2 separate regions of the Mus musculus genome follow, and region 2 is linked to region 1. A link is a contact called in public Hi-C data. All regions are on one chromosome and are shown on one strand. Each heading gives the region's core, a stretch centred on a gene start, on an enhancer-like site or on the middle of the called end of the contact. The rest is flanking DNA. Distances are from core to core; before and after follow the strand shown. Region 1 overlaps Aig1 (androgen-induced 1). Region 2 overlaps Hivep2 (human immunodeficiency virus type I enhancer binding protein 2).

Region 1 (7,704 bases), core at 3,012-5,511:
CAACAACAACAAAGGATCTTTCTTCTTGATTTCAACTTTTTCTGTGGCAGAAGGGAAAAGGAGAATTTTAATTCTCAGATAATTCAGAGTTTCAAATGCACAGACTCAGCCTGGACACAAATCTCAGGCCTTCACTGGAACCCGATTGATGATGCTGAAGAGTTGGAAAGAAAGAAGCTGGGGAGTTCTTGAGTGTTGTCGCTTTCCAGCCCCTGTGAGATGGGATTTGTACAAGGTGTGTGAATAATGGTAGCTTTGGTCTAAACGGGCAAAAGCAGCTTTGGTTTAGTGTGAGAATTTGGTGCAAAGTAACCTAGCTTTTGGAAGATCTACACAGGTTGTAAATCATCATTTTTCTATCCCCCGTCCTACTTTCAGAGTTCTTCATTATAGTGTTGATGTTGCTCAGTGGTAGAGCACTTGCTTAGAGAAATAAGGACCTGGATCCAAGATCCAAACTACGAGTCATCAATCTATAAAGACCACACGTGAAGAAAGGGAATTACTTTCCAACAACAACCCCCTCATTCATGGAAAGAAAAGAAATCTAGTCAAAGATACCTTAAACCAAAACTCTAACCTTGTAGTAAGCTAAGGGTCTTGTAGAAGGTCTTCTCCCCCTTGGTTCCGGTGCAATAAATTGAAGTTGTTCAATGACCCTTAGACTTCTGAAGTCAGCAAACAGTTGGTAGCTTATGGTCAATTTCTTCTAATGCCTATCTTTCACCGAGTGTGAGTTACAAAGGACAGCCTTTAACATCCCCTGCTGTTGAGAAACCCAACAGGGTGATATGTTCCTAGGATGGCTGCTAAAAGGCCGTCAGCAACCACTGCAGCTTGGGTGTTGAGTGAAATAAGTAGTAGAAGAATTTGCAATACAAAGTGTTCTTTCCTAATATCACTTAGTAAAAGCATCCGTTTATGAAATCTACTTGTGAATTTTAGCCGTGCCCGGGGAAAGCAGATGGCTTGCCCAATCCGTATATCATAGAAAATATCAAATATTTTATCCCTTCAAAGCACAGTGGCATTGTTTCCAAGGTACCCCTTTAAAAGTTGAAGACTCCATCTGTGTGTGAGAGGCAGGGGGGATCACTAGCAGCAGGGGCGGCCCTGGCTTACTCAAATCCCCTGCTTAAGCTGTGGCAGAGCTGGAAGACAAGAGGTCCCTAATTTATCTTGTCATAGATTTTTCAAGCTGCAAGGAAAAATGGGGACAGAGCAAAAACAAGGGAATTCTGAGAAGCCATTACCTGTAAATGGAGGAAACCATTGCCAAGTAGCATATTAACTTACTACATGAAACATGCAAGTTTCAAGTAGGGTAGCTGCCAGGCTTCTGGAATGATAGAAGGGATTTTACATGGGTTAAGAAGAGGGAGTCAACTGCAACAACAGGAACTGAAGAATCTGTGTCTGTATATCTATGTGTGTGTATCTCTGTGTGTGCAGGAGTGTATGGCTGTGTCTCTCTGTGTGTATGAGTATGTATGAGTGTATGTGTGTCTGTGTATGAGTGTGTGTGTGTGTGTCTGAGTATACCTGTGTCTGTGACTGTGTGTGTATAAGTATGTGTGAGTGTGTGTGTCTGAGTATGAGTGTGCGTGTGTGAATGTGTCTCTGTATGTTATACGTGTATGTCTGTGTGAGCATGTGTATGAGTGTATGTGTGTATGTCTCTGTCTGTCTCTGTATGTGTACATGTGTATGAGTCTGTGTAGGTGTGTATGTCTGTGTGTGAGTGAGTCTCTGTGTGTCTCTGTGTGAGAGGATATGTATGTGTGTTTGTCTGTATCTCAGTGTGTGTCTATATATGTGTGAGGGTGTGTGGCTATGTGTGTGAGTGTATGTGTGTATCTGTGGGTGTTTGGGTGCATCTGTGGGTGCATGTGTTTGTGTAGGTGTGACTACATGTACACACAGAGATCAGCCTTTAGAGTCTTTCTCAATTACTCTTTTAGTTTAAGGTGAAGTCTTTCACTGAACCTGAAGCTCACTGATTCAGCAGGACTGGCTACTTGTGAGCCCTAGGGAACCACCAGTTTTTGCCCCCCCCCCCAACACACACACACCCATACTGGGATTTCAGACACACTCTGACAAGTAGCTTTCCCTCTTCCCCACCCGACCCTAGGTGCTGGGGATTTGAAGCAGGGCCATTATGCTTGTATAGCAAGCACTTTACCAAACGCACCACCCCAGCTTCCTTCTGGCCTTTCCTTTTTTTTTTTTTTTTAAACGTTTATAATCTAGCAAGTAGATATTTCGAACATACAATAATGAATGACTCCATTAGGGTATCCCAGGGGACTAGTCTAGGGATAGAATACGGTTGCAGTGGAACCACAGACAAAAGTCAGGCAATTTGCACTTTTCTGTCTTGGCTTTGTGGTCACTCTTTCAGAATGTTTTAATATAAATAGTTATTGTAATCCTTTCTAGTGTTCTCCTTTTGCTGTTCCACATCAAAACATATGCATGGCTATCCTGAAGTATATTCTTACAAAACAAACATCAGCAACAAGCGGGGCTAATCATCAGGCTGGCAGCCACCCAAGTGTGTATTAGGGCACTGGTGTCCCACGAGACCCACTGGAACTTGTAATGACTCTTTGGGTCATGATTTTGTACATGTAAGGGAAAATTACTTGTGGGCAAGTGCCCTGAGCCAGGTTGTCCTGGACTCTTATGTGTTGAAAGGTCAATATGGACTTATGCTAGCATCACAAGAACAACCTTTAACCAGTTCCCTTTGAGAGGAAAAGGTGACCTATGTGAAATTGCTGCACTTGAATCTGATAATGTTTCCTGTTTGTTCTCTGTGTGTCTGATACTAGGTTTTCCTTCTCACCCTAGTTTATTTTTGCTTTGAGAATTTTCCCATTTGCTCTCTCACTTCCTGACTTTTCTCAGTGAATAGTCTAAGCCTTGTCCTGTTTCTTCATGTTTCTGTCTCTTTAAAAATGCTCTCTTCCTCATTTTCCTATAAAGGTCTAATGTATTCATGGACTTTTATTAGTTTATCTATAATACTACTACCAATGGTGTTATACACACAAAGTAAAAAACACCTAATATGTATATGTAACAGGGCCAACAAGAAGGCTCAGCAGGGAAAGATTTTTGCTGCCACACCCGAAACCTGAGCTCAGTCCCTTGGACTCATGTGGTGGAAGGTGAGAATTGTGTCCCACAAGCCACCCTCTGACCTCCACACTTGCTCCATGACACACACACCTGTGTGCACACATATGAACAGAAAGAGGAGCGCTCGACGCTCCTCGCTGCTGCTATTATAAGTGCATTCATTGTAGAGTGTTTTACAAGGAAGTTCGAGGAAACTCAATTGGATAACTATTTTTCAGTGTCTAAACATTTTTAAATATCTTGTTAGTTCATAATTAGCCATATCTTAGTTTAAGAACGATTCACTCCTTAGGGATAATTAAGATAATGTTTTAAAAATAATTTTGCTAGTGTGTAAAGCATGGGGAAACACCTTTGCTGCTGTAGCTGAGGAAGTCTGTATTTTATCTTGTGTTTGTTTGTTTGTTTGTTTGTTTGTTTTTCGTAGACGAATGATTATTTCTTTAGCTTAGATTTCCAGAACTTGAATGGCAGTCCTTGGAATGGGGTTTAAGATCATGTGTAATAGGGAAATGTGCTGTCAAGCTGCTGGCTGTGTTATATTCTTTCTCCAGTGACCACAGCCACAGGGTTTTCACCTCATCCTTGCATCAGCATGCGCTTTTATTTGAAAAGAAAAGTCCGAGGATTTGCGTGTGAAACTGCTAGCTGTTGCATGGGAGCATGCCCTTCTGTGTGTTTATCATTCACTCCCACTCATTCCTTACCTCTCCACCAGCTTGTGCCCCACACTGCTCTTTTCTGGTCCTTTTCCTTGCTCTCCACAGATCCTTTTTCCTCCCGTCAGTTATTTTTGTAAATTCTCTTTTGTCCGATGTCCGGTAACGTGTGGGGCAGAGGGATCCAAATTACATTTGAAGATCATTTTTATGAGTTGTTCCCAGCAGGCATCGTCAAGGCCCCAAGTTTGCTTTTTGTCCCCCACTGTGAAAAACTGATTGGCAGCTGGTGACTGGCAGGGCTCTGGTGCTTGGCACTCACAGGAAACCCTGCAGGAGGTGCCCAGAGCCATGGCGGATGAAGTGTGGCCGAGCCAGCACAAGGTGGGGGACCAGATGTCACCCGATTATGTTCCCTTGAAATCCAGACAAAGCCCCACATTCAGGATCGTTGCCTTGAGACTCCCTGGGTGGAAACTGGAACCCATCCAGAATTTCACAACAGCTGGGCTCCCTAGGCCAGGATTTATGTGCCTTGCAGAAAATGTTACCTGGATGTTATTGATTGGTTTCTGTGAAGCTATCAAACAGTATTCTGAAGACCCAAAGCATACTGCTTTCTGCTGAAACTAAAAAAAAAAAAAAAAAAAAAAAAAAAAAAAAAAAGGCCATATATCACTGAAGCTGCCAGGGTCTCATTAGAGGCTTGGGAAGGCTGAAAGGGAGATGTTTTTCTTATTTACGCCACCCGTGTTAATCTTTGAGGCCATGTGCTGATGTTCTCTGCTTTCTGTGACAAGACCCCTCTCCTAGGAGGAGACAGAGCCCACCCTTCAGAAGTAAATTATATTGTAAAATCAGTTTTCCAGGGAGACCAGTAGATGAGAGCTTTTGTCTTGATGTTTCCTAATCCCCAGTTACACGCTAGGAAGTCGCAGTCTTTTCAGATTCACATTATCGCCCGGGTCATTTTCGTTTGTGTTCTTTCTCTTTCCTCAAAAGGCAGGCAAGCCACAAGCCCAGAGCTATCTGAGTGGCAAGGAGAGAAAAACAAAGCAACACACACACACAAACACACACACGCACACACACATGCACACGCACGCACCTGCCCCACACTACCCCAAAGTTGCTACAGTCAATTGTGCTGAGTTGTGGAGATGGGTTCATTTGAAAACCAAAAGCAATCATCCGGGCTAGGAAGGCAGGTGGTGCTGCTGGTGAACTGTGTGCTGCTCCAGCAATAAGAACCTGAGTTTGGAACCACAGTCCCTGTGTACAACAGGGACTCAGAGTCAGGTAGAGGTGGGCAGATCTGGAGTCTAGATGGCCTGTCAGCTATCGAAACTGGTAAGCTTCAAGTTCAGTGGGAGACCCTGCCTCAAAAACTAAAGCAGAGAGTGATGTAGGGAGACACCCCTGTCTGTGCCTGGCTTCTACATGCAAACAAATACACATGCACACACAAACACACACCTGTTCTCACTCATGCTCACAATCACATAAACACACTCATTCTCTCCCTCTCCCCCGCCCTCTCTCTCTCTCTCTCTCTCTCTCACCTATTTTCTAAATCATAGAATTGGGAAAGCATGCCCAGTCATACGGTATTGGGCTTAATGTATTCCTGATGTAAAGTCAAGAATGGTACTTTATGCCTTGGCTTTAAAACTGGGTGCTCCTGCTGTCTCCATCACCTGATAAAGCCCAAGAGCCTCTCGTCATTCTATTTCTCTCTCCCCCTCTTGTTGCCTGGCGGTCTTCAACTTACTCTCAGACCTCACAGTGAGATTCTGGAACTAACCCTCTCCATTAGAAACAAACAAAATAAATTGCTCCCATTCCCCAAAGGAATGTGCTAAAGCCTCTTTCCTCTGTAACATGGATGCAATTTAAGTTTGGCAAGGGCTGCCTACAATCTACTTCACTAGGAGGAGATGGATTTCTGAGAGACCTGCAGAAAGGACCAGGCATCCCTCTGCCCTCCCTGTGAACTTACAATGACAGAAAGTCAGGCTTGTGCTTTCTGCATCCCCTGTGTGTCTGCAAGGTGGGTCCCCACCCATGCCCTCACTCCAGGAAAGAATGCTTGCCATTAGGAAGTCACTTGTACCTGCTAATTCTGAGTTGACTTCTTCCCATCTGTCCCTGAGAGGCTGTGAGCTGCAGCCTTCGCATTCACGTTTGATTTCCTTTACTAAGGATTAGGTGTCACCAAGCCAGCGCTGCTAAGTGTCACTCTGTGACATTTCTTTTCTTTATCCTGACTTAGAATCCTGCCTATCTGGGATACTCTGAGGGTGATGGATTAAAAGGAAATAAAAATAAGAATTCGGCCTAGTCACTTTGTATTAAACTCAAGTCCTCCAAGGTGGCCTAATCTGAGTTAATCAAGGAACCTGAATCTCGCACTTACATGTGCACACACGCTCACGGGCACCCACACACTCCCCGCAACACTTACACGCAGTGATGGATATGTTGGTTACCCTGATTTGGACAATGATTTTTACGGTGTATACATTTGTCGAAACATCAAGTTGTATTCAGTGCCCCTCTGTCAATTATACCTCAGTAAAGGCGCAAAGGTGACCATTAACTAATCAAGGACAATCCAATCAAGAACCAATTCAAGCGGGGCTCAAAGCACTTAAGCCCGAGCCATTCACCTGGGAGCCAGAAAGCCTTATGCTTGCTGACCTTTCACTTACCCCTACCCCTTCCCTTTCCCTTCACTCCCCTCCCTCCCTTCCCCTTCTCTCCTTCCCTCCTCCCCTACTTCTTTCCCTCCACTCTCTTCCTTCCCTCCCTCCTTCTCTCCTTCCTGCTTCCCCTCCCCTCCACTTCTTCCCCTCCCCTCCTCATTTTGTAAAACGTGCATGCACAAGGCGTGAAGCATATCAACATCTATGCACACATTCTTCAAGCACGACTGAGGGTCAGGTCACCATCCTTGGTGAGTTAGGGTGTAGAAAAGGGTTCTCAGAGTCCACATCTTGGCTGTGTCCAATGGCTTGTCTTTCCTTAATGCCGGGAATATTTAATCACTCTTATTTCTCCCAATCAGCCATTCTCTACTCTTGGGATCATCTTCATGAATTTCTCATAACATTTATTGAACTAGTTGATGGTTTCAGCCAGTTTCTCCTTCATAACCCACAGAGTGCTTATCGCTATAGGATGGTGTCCCGCTCTTGCCAGACTCCGTAACTCTCTTTCATTACATCCATGATCTAGGAACTCTTATGCCTAGTCCATCTACTCCATCATGTTCCTTGTCTGAAACATCTCGAGTAGTCTTTCTTCCATGGTTGGTCTCTACCCCACTTCTCCTTTTCTGAGACTACAGTAATTCTCAAGGCTCAAAGTTAGCCTCCAGTTCACCCTTCTCTCTTCTTAAATAACTGCCACATATCTTAGATTCTTTGCTATCAAAGTGAGAACAGGTGAGGTCAGGGAAGTACACTGGTCAGAGCAAGAACGGCACTTGAGAGAGAAGCACACTTCAGCTCTTAGGCCAGCGGTAGTGGGCACAGGAGACACAGCTTAGTGCTGCTACCTGAGGAGACTGGGGGCGGGGCAGGGGAGATCTTCTGAGAGACCTCTTTTAACAGGAGGCCTGGATTTGTGACTTCACCACAGACAAGAATTTCAGTACAAGTCGGAATGAAGAAAAGCTGGAATTAATTAAGAAGCGGTTTTACCATAGATTTAAACATGACTGTTAGTCGGTGGGGGTGGTTCTTAGGGAAAGAACAGTGCACATTCAAGACATCGAGATAGGCATCCCAAAAGAGCCACTCCAGTGTCACAGAAACAGCCATGTTCACAACTTTGGTGTCTTCGAAGTTACAATGTTCAAGGGATTGACTTTTAGGACACTTTTCTTTTTCTTTCT
Region 2 (7,704 bases), core at 3,313-5,812, 370 kb before region 1:
ATAGTTCACAGAGAAAAGCCAAAGACAGTGGCACACTGATCAGTGAGGATGGAAACGTGTCCATGTTGCTGCAGCGCGGCAGTGGTTAGCGCTCTGGCCTGCAGGGAAGAGAGTGTGCAAGGAAGGGATAGGTTTTCAGACTCAGTGTGTCCTGCTATAACACAATGGAGGCACCAATGGGAAGGCTCTGCGGAGAAAGCCTTCACAGACAGTTCCGCTGATCTGAGTTGGATCGCTGCATCCCACAAGGTGGCAGGAGAGAACTGACTCCTGAGAACTGTCCTCTGACCTCTAAATGCACAATAACTGTAAACCCTAATAAGTGCCTAATAAGTGGTGGCAAACTTATCGGGTACACGCATAATCTTCTTTAAGAAAATTGAGAATCCCAAAACATTCCTTATTTAATCCCAAACCTTTATCGTACTGCTAATCTTCTGAACAAAATACCTAACTCAATTATCTTCATCTTAAATGAAGATTAAGGACAGTGTTTTATACTTCTTCCCCATTGTCCCATCTAGTAATCCCACGATGACATAGGGAAGGCAAAATCTTCCTTTATATCATAGTACATACATTGAGGTCTTTTTACCTGCTTTATATAAGTGTGTGTGTGTGTGTGTGTGTGTGTGTGTGTGTATGTGTGTGTGTGTGACTATACATATATATTCATATTCTACATCAGTCTGGTATCTCTTTTGGAAGACAAGTATGCATGCAGATGAAAATGTAAATTATAGCCTTGAAGATCAAGTTGAGTGCCGTTGCATTTATAATAATACTATCCAAGCACAGTAAAGGAGAGGCTGCTATGAGCTGGGGTTGAGAAGGAAACACTTATGCAGCTGGTAGATGTAAATTAGGGCTTGAAAACTCTGACAGGCAGAGATGAGGCTTGGAAATGCCTGAGTTCAACAACAGTTATGCATCTCAGGAGAGCCAGGGGCTCACGACAATGATTTAATGAGCAAAGTCTCCAACTCTGCTCTTATTTGCCTTCAGTTCGGCCATGACCAGCATGTAGTTTTGTTTTGTTTTGTTTTGTTTTGTTTTGTTTTGTTTTGTTTTGTTTTGTTTCTTTCTTGAATTTCCTTAATTAACTTCTTTAATTACATTGCATAGGCACAAGCCTCTGTAATCATATCCCCTTTCAATTGTTGACAATCTCCAGTTCACTCCACACTCTTAGCACCTGTCCAGATTTCCAGCCTCATTTATGAAGACCTTCCCACCGCACTATGCTCTTCCTACACACCACCTCTTCCCATGTGGTGTTCATGGTTTTCTAGCACTCTGCATATTAGGGCAGACGGCTTCTCTCTCTCAAAGACCCAGGTCGTCCAATACTATCCATTACCCCCTGCATTTTTCTCTCTTACACTAACTTGCCATTTATACCACACAAACTGGATCTAAGACCTCCAACAACAGTAGACACTTTACCCTCCTCGGAAGCTTCCTTGGTTCAAAGTCTCTCGTGCTCAGGACTCTAAATCATAATTTACTGCTTGGAAACAATCAGTCTACAACAGCAAAGAAAAGAATTGGCTGCCATCAGAGATTAAGGCAATCTGATTCTAGATAAATGTTTATTTAAATTCCCTACTTTTTTTTCTCAGTGGCATCAAGGAATATGGAGAAAGAAAAGGGGAAGGGTGGGGAAGAGGTGAGGAGATGGGGAGGGCGAATGATGGGCAAACAGGAAGAGGATTGGGGTCTGCTGAATGAGTCAGGCCTGAGCAGCTCAAGAGGAGGTCCTTGTGGAATGGAGCTGAAGAGTACTGCCTCTACCCTTGAAGGAAATCAACAATCCCAGAGCAAGTGGATCTGTGTGACCTTCAAAAGACATTCCGTCGTAGTAAAACGAAAGCATGAACTTACCTCTGGAGAAAACCTGAATTTTCTCCTGAGACTCAGATGGTCTATATGTTTCAGAAACCTAACAGTGCCTGCCTTTAAAGATCGCTTGGTAATTAGCCAACTGGAAAATTCTAAATAAGGTACTATGACAGTAGTGGCTAGAGCTTAACAAAAAAAAAAAAAAAAAAAAGCACACTTGGGCCCGGGTAGATAGCTCAGTGTGTAAAGTGCTTATTATACAAGCATGGGAACCTAAATTTATTCCCCAGAACTCATATAAAAAACTCACAGTGTTAGCAAAGACAGGAGACTCTCTGGAATTGCTAGTCAGTAAGTCTAAGAGAATCAGTTACACCGAAGGTCCTAACCTCGGTGGAAACCTTAACTGGAAAAAGCCAGGTAAATGGCAGTGAGAAATGAAAGATTGTCTTCGGGCTGCACATAAGCATGCACACATACATGTATACACCTCCACCCCTTCCCACAAAAACGCTTGGCTGCGGCTCGGTGGTAGAAAGCACACTTTCAGAACCCCATTCTTACTTATTTCACTTTCCCTGTAGAGTAATGCTTTGTTCATTCAGAGATGACAGGCAGTTACCATGTAGTAACAACCCCAGGGTCAGACCTAAATTCTTCCACTTCCAGCAAACGCTGGCCCCTTCCCAGCATTGTGTACAGGAAGTGCACAGTATCTTTAGTACTAAGCTGGACTTTATGTTGAGTGTGTCTTACAAAAAGAGAAATAAAACTTTACCAATAAGTGTAAGATCACTAAATTCACACTTTTCCATGTGAATGGTGAGAGCTAACATAATTTAAGAGTAAAGAATTATCTAAACCAGTAGAGGAACACCATGGGCAAAATGTGTATGTTTTAGGTACCCGGAGGAACTGCACAAAAAAAAAAAAAAAAGGTATATTAAGAAGTGACATTTAAATTAGATCTCAAAGCACAGATGAGGACATAATAGGTAGATCAAAATTATATCTATATAACTTTCATCTATCTATTCATCTGTACCTCATAATTAGATAGATAGATAGATAGATAGATAGATAGATAGATAGATAGATAGATAGATAGATAGATAATACTGATATAAATAATATAGATAGATGTATTTAATAGATGGTAATAAAGATGTACTGGGCCTGGGTTATTTGCCAGGCTATAGAGCTTGATTTTCCTCTACTGCCACCACTTGAAGGTGACACTGAAGAAGACAGCTAAAGAGACATGGCATAGTGTCCACGAGAGACCCTGCCTCAAAAAGATAAGGTGTATGTATGACACTTGAGGTTGCTTTCTGGCCTCAATGCAAACGGACACACTCATATATACAACCAGCCCCCACACATACAAGTCAAACACACATGAAAAATGCCCATGAGAGATTCCGTTTCTTCTATAAGAAAATGCATGTCTTATGTAACAAAGAAGATTAATACATTCAATTAATAATGTCATGGCTTGAGAAAGAGACACTTGCGTGGCCCTTACCCAGGTTTCTAATAAGGACAGGATGCTAACAGTGAAAGGACCATTTAGAAAGCTGATTTCCTTTCATCGTGCCTGTTAAGTGTTTACTTAATTCACATCCTGTGTGACCCTATGGGAAAATTTTTAACTACTGCTGGGGAAATCCCATAGGGTTACGCAGGATGTGAACTGGGCTTGTGCTGAACCACCTTCAGCTTGAAAAATAAACTGGACGAGGTGAGTTTCACTTTCTGTTTGTCATAAATTCCACACTCTACCTCCTAAAGTTCACATTCACAGAGCATCGGCCTCTCTGGATGGCAGGCCAACAGAAGGCCTGCGTTCTCACTGGATCTTTCAAATAAAACTTGTAGAAAGAATATTCCTGTTCTACAAGCGGCACAAGAGGCAAGTCAGTGCCGTCGATCAAAGGCAGTCAGTGGAGCACTCCCAGAATGCTCCTGCATACCTGCAGCACACACAGGCCAGCTGCGCCTTTCCAGTTCCTGTGAAGAATGCACAGCAAACCACTTCCCCTATAGAAAGAAAGAAAAAAAAAAAAAAAAAAAGCAGCCCAACTTACTTGCTGATGGAAACAGTGTCATACTTTCCACTGGCCAAGCTTGAAACCATTACTGATTTAACCTTCATTAATTTTTCCACAACGATTTGCAGAAATGTCAGGAAGCAGCTGTATGAAGACTGATTAATTATCCTTATCATGGCTACTTCGCCAGGCACTTGTACCCCCCCCCCCCACTCCTATTGATACATGTATGTGTAGAAATATCTAAATATATATTCTAGCATGAAAATGAAAGTCAGCCCTTTGTCCTCTGTTGGTTGAGATGGGTGGTATGGGATGTGTTACTCTGAAAATCTAGATTGATCTGCGCTGTCTTTCAAGGGCCCAAATCTGGATCTGGAGGCAACCCCATGAAATTTGGGACAGTAGCCATGAAGGAAAAGCTTGCTTCCTGCCGATTACTCAGATCTGTTCAAACAGACGCTAATGGATTCATGTCTTAGAGCAACACTGCATGTGTTAGTCAATCACAGAGGCTCGAATTCACTTCCGAAATGTGAATTAGAAAATCAAATGCCCTTTCTCTACTTTTTTTTTCAACTTTTCTTTCCTGCCTCATCATTTTAGATTGCAGGGTACCATCTGTCTCACCCCATCAAAGAACACGCTCTGCATGCCTGGCACAGACGAGGGAGCAGCACACCTCACAGCCCCACGTGTCAACCGCCGAGCATCGTTAAGGCAGGTTCGCCACCCAGTCTGGCCATCTGGGTGACTGGTTCAAGCAAGTTTGGCTTCTCGGGCAGCACTAATGTCAAGTAATACTCAGGAAGATAAACACTGGCAAACTTATTTTCCCTCTAAGACACAGGAATGTAGACAGAAATGTCAACGTGCACCTACTAACGCTGCCAACTAGAAAGCTTCAATAGCAAAGGCTTGTCACATCCCTGAAATACGAAGACAGTCCAAACCTGGCACCTTCCATAACAACTCCAATTTTAAGTAAGAACCTGTTTTTCCTGCCCTCATACTAAAAGGCAATAAAGTGGAACAGGCTTAGAACCAAATGACAACAGTATCTTTCAGAGAGACGGGGAGAGGCCCTCCTAAGACTACATAGACAACACCACAGACCATCCAAAGGCTCCCTTCTTACAGACACACTCATTCCGCAATCCAAAGAAACCCTGGTGTACAGCACTGATGTAATAACAAGAGGCATGCGACATCCAGGCCAGATCATGCGGATCTGGGCCAGAATATCAGCTTTGAATCATATCCCACACTCAATGAACAAATCATAGCATCAGGTGAACTACCTAACCTCTCTGTGCCTCACTTTTCTAATCTGTTAAATGGAGATAAAAGTAATGGCTCCATTAGAATTACTTGGTGCTTTAAATTGGCACCATTTACCACCTTTAAAGTGGCCACCTTTACCAGGCCATTAGGTCTGTATTTTTCAGTTGATGTTTCTGACTTAAGATTCATCTAAAAGTCAGAGAGACATAACATGGGAAGAGTTCCTGAATTCATTTAAGCAAGCTCATTGTATTTTTGAAAAGATGTGTCAACCATAAGGGAAGACATGCATAGATTTGAATATGCCCATTAAAAATGAATTAAATAATCTGGGGTTAATAACTTTTTTTATTGGTACTAGTAGGACAAGCATGTAATGATGGGTGACACTGGGGCAAGCACTCCTGAAGACTGTCACAACTCATCACTTCTGCTAGGCCTAGAAAGCGCAGGCAGGAGGAGCCATCAAGACCTGCATGGGCATGGACTTCATCATAGTCAAAGACTTCCTGATGAAGACAAAGGTGCCCATTTATTGACATGAAAATCAGGTGAAATGGCAGAAGGTCACATGGTGAAGAAAGGAAAGTTCTTTGACTTCCTCTTCTACCAGGCCCTAAGGCCTTGATGTGTTATGGTACAACATGGGTCTTTGTGTGGCCTAGGACTTCTCCATCCTCTTGCTGCCATGACCGTCTTTCTGCTCCCTCACAGACAAGAGTCAAAGAGAGAAATAAAACCATTCCTACCCTCTCCAATCAATGGATTTCTAGAAGAATCCTTTTAGTACCTATGCCAATGAGAGTATTTACTGATATGAAAGTGAACTGCGGATGCCACCAAGACTTCGGGAGAGACCCAGAAAGAACACGAAGGAGAGGGTTTGGTTCCTGTTTCTCTGAGCTCTCCTTTTTTTATAGAATAGAGTTTATTAAGGGCATGGGGAGGGGAGTTAAGAGGGTAGTAGAGTCAAAGAAAGGCAGACGGGGAGAGAGAGAGTAGAGAAGTAGAGGAGTAGAGACCGGTCATGAGAACACAGAGAGAGACGGTGGAAGAGGCGAGAGGACAGAGGACAGAGCAAGGGCAGGAGAGCAAGAGAGGAGCAAGAGAGAGCAAGAGTCTCTGAGCTTTCCTTATCTGCCTGCTTCCCTGGGAGTTCCACTGTCAAGGAGGGAGAAGAGAGACAGAAGCAGAAAAGAAGGGCAAGATGTTGTTGAGCACTCTCAGGAAAATGCATTTGTGAGTATTTATTTTGCCTTTATTGGAATTGAGAACAAAACTCAACCAATCAATCCCTATCCAGAATGAATGAATGAGTGCATGAATGAATGAATGAACGAATAAATGCTCCTGATATATACATGAAATCAGTTCTGTTCTCTTTCCCTATCTGATGTCTGTGGGCCCTGCAGGGCATAATATTTTTAACTATGCAACAGGAAAAAAACTGGATTACTTTTTAAAAAATTATTATGAGACATCCATATCCAAATTACAAGTGAAGTTTAAAGTCTTCGTTAGCAATTATGAACAAGAGATGGTACATATGTCTAATGCCTGCATCATCTTGACTTGTTATGTCATAAAGACATTTTGTGAACAGAGAGGGCTAGCAGCTATGACCTTGGCTGACAGCAAAGCCAGGGATGCTGCTATAGCTACCTTGATTGGCTCTTCCTCTAATAAAGGAAGGCAGGAAGGCGAACAGGCAGCTAGGAGGTTAGTGAGACCTAGCCATTGTTTTCTTTAACTGAATTCTCTCCATTTGCATGTGAGAGTCCCACCCTTGGATAATGATAAGCCCCATGATTGTTTCATCTAGCTACAGTCACTGAGTTATGTCCCTTATTTCTTCATGGAGAACAGTTGCAAAGAGAAATAAAACCATTCTTCTCCTTTGCAATCATAAGAGAAAAACATTGCTAGAAATGGCCTTCCTTTTCCCTATGACAGAAAAGAAGGGAGGATTTACTGACTTGGAAATGGACTGCTGACACAACCAGACCATCCCAGCATCCAGGCAAGTACATATGTAGCAACATTAACACCAATTAACTACAAGTTTTGTTCCTGCTCACACAGGACCTCTGGTCCCCTTGAAAAGTCCCAACTAAGTATTTCTAGGACTCCAGCAAGGGAACCTTCGAAGAGCCCACAGGCAGTCTGACAGCCAGTCACAACACCATCTGCTGCTTCCTCCTTCCTGGGCCAGCTCCCCTAGTGTCCTCAGGAAGATAGCCCTCTGCTGCCTCTGCAGATGGTGCCCGCAGCAAGAATGCTAATGCCCAGATGCCCCATGGCCAACAGAGCCCTGTGCCCAAGCAAGACAAGTTCTGGGCTCTGAATCTCATGCTTTAGAAGGCCCACGTGCCACACACACACACACACACACACACACACACACACACACACTATACACACTATACACAATACACAAAATGTACTGAAACCACATGGCACCTTTATCACCAGCATCCAGGTACCTCTAATATTAAACCATGACTACACATGTTTAGGCTCCTGGGGG

Evidence for each region. Hi-C and Micro-C count contacts between places; a contact is called where the count stands out from the background.
Region 2: a contact with region 1 is called in a Hi-C map of cerebellar granule neurons, with 2.0 times the contacts expected there. The contact joins two enhancer-like sites. A contact is called at or near these places in 3 of 484 Hi-C or Micro-C datasets (cerebellar granule neurons and cerebellum).

Annotation. Positions count from the first base shown.
Region 1 is chr10:13,711,253-13,718,956 of GRCm38.p6, reverse strand. All of the region lies in intron 3 of Aig1 (androgen-induced 1), which reads left to right. Among named protein-coding and RNA genes, the nearest start is that of Aig1, 150 kb to the left of the region's middle. Within about 2 kb of position 4,261, at least 45 of the 459 cell types and tissues checked have an H3K27ac peak or open chromatin away from gene starts, as enhancers often do. A contact at or near this core is called in cerebellar granule neurons, where this site is marked.
Region 2 is chr10:14,082,194-14,089,897 of GRCm38.p6, reverse strand. The region is part of intron 2 of Hivep2 (human immunodeficiency virus type I enhancer binding protein 2); the gene reads right to left. Among named protein-coding and RNA genes, the nearest start is that of Gm51759, 41 kb to the left of the region's middle. Within about 2 kb of position 4,562, at least 161 of the 459 cell types and tissues checked have an H3K27ac peak or open chromatin away from gene starts, as enhancers often do. A contact at or near this core is called in cerebellar granule neurons, where this site is marked.